Linked DNA regions of Rattus norvegicus: region 2 is linked to region 1. Evidence: chromatin contacts called from public Hi-C data. All regions are on one chromosome and are shown on one strand. The core of a region is the stretch at or near the end of the contact, and the rest is flanking DNA. Distances in the headings are between cores, read along the strand shown. Region 1 holds the start of Marcks (myristoylated alanine rich protein kinase C substrate). Region 2 overlaps LOC102555751 (a long non-coding RNA gene).

What was found. Hi-C and Micro-C count contacts between places; a contact is called where the count stands out from the background.
Region 2: a Hi-C map of the A7r5 cell line shows a contact between it and region 1, with 5 times the contacts expected there. The contact joins the enhancer-like site here to the promoter of Marcks in region 1. A contact is called at or near these places in 5 of 12 Hi-C or Micro-C datasets (the A7r5 cell line, Schwann cells, liver and 1 more) and 1 of 1 datasets of contacts at active chromatin or transcription factors (oligodendrocytes).

What each region holds. Positions count from the first base shown.
Region 1 is chr20:42,244,499-42,247,184 of GRCr8, forward strand. It overlaps Marcks (myristoylated alanine rich protein kinase C substrate), which reads right to left and starts at 1,384. Exons shown (of 2, transcript NM_001271090.3): 1 at 901-1,384. The coding sequence starts at 1,002.
Region 2 is chr20:42,458,701-42,461,386 of GRCr8, forward strand. It overlaps LOC102555751 (a long non-coding RNA gene), which reads left to right. Exons shown (of 7, transcript XR_005497840.2): 3 at 939-1,017; 4 at 1,413-1,548; 5 at 1,679-1,775; 6 at 1,884-2,144; 7 at 2,347-2,686. Among named protein-coding and RNA genes, the nearest start is that of Trnap-agg35, 18 kb to the right of the region's middle. Within about 2 kb of position 1,366, at least 18 of the 93 cell types and tissues checked have an H3K27ac peak or open chromatin away from gene starts, as enhancers often do. A contact at or near this core is called in the A7r5 cell line, where this site is marked.

The DNA.
Region 1 (2,686 bases), core at 134-2,633:
GCAGGCCTTTTTTTTTTCCTCCAGGAAAAGAGGCGTGGTGGGTGCCTGGTGTTTGGGAAGCAGCCACCCATGGCCGACCTCTTGAGCCCACCCAACCATGGCTCTCTGCCTGGGTCGCAGCAGCACTAGGGCAATTCTCGAGGGTGGCCGAGGTGCCATTCACAGGAACGGTCCAGACCAAAACACCAAAACTGCTCCCCTCTTGGTAGGCAGGAAAGGGTCTTCAAAAACCTACTGAGTATTCCCACCACACCAGGATAGCATTTAAAAAGTCATATGGGTGTGTAATTACACAGCTACCAAAGGGGGGGGGCATCGGAAAGGCACTTGGAAAAGCTGCCTGTCCAGCTCTAACCAGCCACCTTTCCAAGAAACCCGAGGCATACTGCCTCTGGATACAATAAGACAAGCCTTCTCTCTCTGCTTGGCTTTCTCCACCGCCATCCACGTTGGCTCCCCCCTTCCTACCCACATACACACACGCGCGCGCACACACACAACCACACCAGAAATCTCAAAGACGACCCAATCTCGACAATAAATACGTGAGCCACCCAAACACTGCTGTGGCCCCAAATGCAAATGCAACCTGGAGGGGCGTTGGGGGGGGTGTGCATCTAACTAGTCACGTTCAGCCAATTTCCAAACCACGCCATTTTAGGCGATTTATCACTCTTCCTCCGGTCTACTCAAGAATTCGCCAGGATCCTTAGGAACCACTCCTTTGGTTCTTATGAAAAATTGACAATTTAGGCTATCGTTACCCATTCAACTTTCAGACTAGGATCTGGCCACGCTCCCCTCCCCGGAATGCATCTCGGGCGCGACCAGAGGGAAGGCGAGGCGTCCAGATTAGAGAAAGACACCCAAGAAATGCCCAGAACCACAGGTAGAATTTACCTGCCCATTTGCTTTGGAAGGCGACGAGGCCACAGCCGCCTCCCCGGGCCTCTCAGCGGCGGCTTCTCCCTTCGCTGCGGTCTTGGAGAACTGTGCACCCATGCTGGCTTCTTCAACAAAGAAACTCAACAGATCCAAGAGAGGAAACAAAGAGCCTTGGGTTGGTGTAACGACGGGGCGAGCAGCAGCAGCGGCGGCAGCAGCAACAGCGGCGGCGGCACACACACCGGAGGGAGGGGGTGGGGGTGACGAGGAGGACAGAAGAGACCCGATTAAATACACTCCGGATAAAAAATTTTTAGTCGAAGAGATCAAAAAGCAGCAGCGCAGGAAGGAGGGAAAAAGGTGGAAAAGTCGAGCACAAAAAAGGAGCCCAAGTGTAGTTTTTTAAAAAAAGAAGTAATAAAAAAAAATCCCAGATTTGTAGCCGCACTGTAGACAAGAGGAAAATGGAGAAATCTCCCTGGTTGCTAATAAGATGCGGGGTCCAACGCCCAAGTGCACAGATGAATGGGCTCGCGGGCGCTGACGCGGCCCCCGCGCGCGCTGGCCAATCCGCGCGCCGCACACAAAGCAGGAGGCGGGGCCTGCGCTCCGGGCGAACAATGGAGCCGCGCTTTGCAAACGGTTTGAAAAATCAGCCTCAGACCGAGAATTAATGTCCTCCAAATAAATAAATCAATTAAAAATTACGTGCTTCTCGTCTCCCTCGGCCAGAAAATAATAATGCATTTCTTGATTGGCTTGCTTTGTTTGGAATTAATTAACACGGGAGGGGGTACTTATGGATGGGGGCGGAGAAAGCCTTAACTTGACTCGCATTGACTCTTGCTGGTCTATATCCGCGTCTGTCTCTAGCCACTCTCTCCCCTCCCCCATCTTCTCTGTGTGTTTACGTGTATAAGTGTGTACGCGAGTGTTAAAGACAATGGATAGGATTTGTGTGCTAGCAGCTTTTTTTTTCCCTCCGCGTTTCATAAGGGTTTCACAGTGCGCAAGGATTTTGGGGGTTTTGTTTGTTTTTTTCTTTCTTTAAACTGCTGCAATTGGTAAATCGTCCCACACTGAAAGGTATTTAAACCACGAAGATCGAATTTCACCTAGCGAGATCTCCAGTTGGAATTAGGTCTGTAGGCCAGATGTGGGAAATGCAAAAGCAGCAAACAGCCTAAGCCATGCTTCTTCCTTTCTCCCAGAGGCGTGAAATAAAATATTTTAAAAATGTTCCTTGGAGCGCTTCAAATCGCGTCTCTCCGGCTATTCCAATTAGCGATCACTTTTCTAAAAAACACAGTGAGGACCATTTGCAGAAGATCGAAACTCGCTAGCATGTTACCGCTGTATGAAACGACATAATTAATTTCCCTCTGTGGTAAAACGAGACGGAGCCTTGAGTGTACGAATCCATATTTACAGTTGGGAGACAGCTACTCTCGTCGACATGAGTTGTTTTCCCAGCTTGCTGCCAACAGCGGAGGGACTCTCATTTTGAACTTGTCCGTGCACAGCATCAAGTGTGCTCCAGGAAGAGAGGCAGCAGCGAGGAAAGTCTACTGAGTCCTAGTCTCAGAAGAAATCGCCTGCACTGTTGAGAGACAGCAAGAAAATCCCTGGAGACTCCACGTCTAACCCAGGCTAAGGCTCTACAGCGGTGTGTAGGATATCTCTCTCGTTCACTACAACCCTTACCACCAGACGCTTTTAGTGTGTGAGAGAGCAGGCGTTGATTTAATGTATCTGGAAGGGAGAAGGGATAGAGGACGCAACTTAATACACATTCATCTAC
Region 2 (2,686 bases), core at 116-2,615, 210 kb after region 1:
ACATGAATAGATAGATGATAGATAGTAGATAAATAGATAGATAGATAGATAGATAGATAGATAGATAGATAGATAGATAGACAGACAGAGAAAGGACATGACGTTGAGAGGGGGACCTATTGCAGAGGAGAATGGGTTGGAATCGGGTCTGGGGGGTGTTGGGAGAGCAAAATGGAGGTGGATGTGATTAAAAGATGTATACATGTATCATATTTCAAAGAATTAATCTAAGGAGCAAAGAGCCCAGGGCATCAGAGGAAATACCTTTCTGAGCAGCCAGAGGATGGTCCGAGCTCACCCACCTGTGGTTTTCATGCTGCCTTAAGATCAACCTTGACTGTTTAGGGTTTTAGCAAGATTTCATTGGACATGGGACATCCTTTGAGCTCATTTAACACATGAATCCTATCATGACATGAGAACCTTAGTGCCCAGGGGGAGGTACACGAGCCCCAGGGCTCAGTGAGATACAGGAGAGGAAAAATTAATAGACGCAAATATATCTTAAATGCCATCTTTTAAAAAATAATTCTCTGAATGCTTTGTATTGCCTATAATTTATTTGTAGCACAATTACATAGTTCACCAGTAAAAAATGGACACATTAGAGTCTGTGATTATTTTTTATTTTAACTTGGTAAGGAGGTAGACTTAAATAAGGCAAATGACCCTGGAACTGGTGACCTCAGCCATTGAGTCCTGTTCAGTCCAGGTGCTATAACAAAACCTGTTCCTGTAGCGGGTCCTGGCCTGTGAGAATTTGAAACATCTGACTGAACTTTTCCTTTCACTGCCTTCAAGACACAAAAGAAATAGAGAATACCAAGTCATTAAAACATCAGTGTTCTGATCTCATGATATAGGCTCCCGAGAGTTTGCAAATGCAGTAGGTAATTTGTCCTAAAATTTCTTGTGCATTTCTATGTCTCTGATTACAGAACAGCTTCTTGTTCAGACACTTTCTAAGGGCAAAAAAGGGCAAGTAGAAAACGACGGTGGAAAAAGCATTTGGAGCAGGTTAGTCATAGAGGAGAAAGTGTAAGTACAGTACTATTTGCTAAGACCACAATAGGAAGTGTGATTGTGGTGTCCATGCGTCCTTGTATTGTAGAAGGAGAGGGCAGTGTTAAGTGACTGAAGCCTTCCTTTGATACTTGTTGATCCTTTCTATAAGGAGGGATGCCTCTTACACAGGCAGGGCTTAGCAGGTCGCCTGTCAGGACAAGCCCAGAGGTGGCATTACTTGCTGTTTGCTGATCAATGAGTCTTTGGAGCTCTAAGAACTCAGGCTCAAGGAGTGACTCTGGGAAGATGAGTTGTGTGGCTCTGCCCTGGATTCCACAGTCTAGCACAGGACGGTGATTTAGTGCCTCGTGACTCAAAATCCCCAAAGCTTGCTTACTTTTCCTCAGCCTGCAGTGCCCAGAATGGAGCTGTTGGCAAATCGCAGTCCACACCCCCACTTTTCAATCTTTTCGCTAATTTCTTACTACTTCACTTGAGAGAGTCCCAGAAGAACGGTGTGATGATTCATCAGCCCTACTTCCTGTAAGTAATCATTTTCCCACAGTGAGTGATGGGTTACTCCTGGGAGGAGGGGTGCGGTGGGGGTTGGGGGAGAGGAAGAATGTTGACTTGATTTTTTCTCTCTCTCTCTCTTTTTTTTTTTTCTGTGCAGCATTTCTGCTGACAGAGAGCTAACTTTGTCTCCATTTCCATGGTCGTCCCAAAAGAGCAAAAACAAAACAACTTTAAAAAAATTTTAATTTGCTACGGTAAACCCCCTGAAGTGTGTTATCCGTGGGGAACAAGAACATGATAAGCCCAATGTGTCGTTTGCCTTTAAAAATATTTGATGGCGATTTTGTAATTTTCTTTCTTAGTTTGGTGCGAAGTGACTTCCTGTGAGCTGGAGAGGCCAAAGGCTGGAGAGACCCCACTGTAGCCCATTCTATGACTGAGAGATCCGAGACCCCAAGAGCCTACAAGATTTCCTGTTTCTACACAACCGCTCAGTAGCATACAGATTTGGGCAGGGATCTGCTAGTTTTAGGCTGTGATTTTCTGTAACTTTGTGGATGATAAATAGATCGAAGCTTATCTGTGCTATGTCACAAGGAAACACATAACCATAAAACTTTCTGGTGAGAGCATTTCTTTGTTTGGACAGAGGAGAATGGGGGAAATCATGTCTGTTTCCTAATATGTGTTGTAAGAATGGGTGGGAAGGTGCTCATAGTTTAAGCACACAGTAGGTGGTCAGTAATAACTTTAATCATTACAGATGACCTGGTAAAGTGCTCCCTGGTTCTCTGAGGCTTCCTTTCACCCATTTCTGTTCTTTAGGCCAGAGTGCTTTCTCCTGCTCTGCAAGGCTCAGCGCTGAATTTCCTGTGACATTTGCATCTGAGTTGTCTCATTTCCCTGAAGCCCTGTCACAAGCCCTGAGGTTGCTACAGAGAAAGATCTGAAACCCCCGCCAGGGAAGTCCCATGGAGAAGTATTGCCTTCCTTTCTGGAGTTTACAGCTCTCTTCCAGATAGCTGACCCTCTCAGCTGTGGCTCCCAGGCCACTGATAGGGCAAAGGGTGGTGGTGGCCAGGGACTGTCCCCCAGGTCTGCTTCTGGCCCTGGCTCCTTCCAGCATCCCCTTCAGATGACTTTGTCTGACTTTCCCCGATTTTGT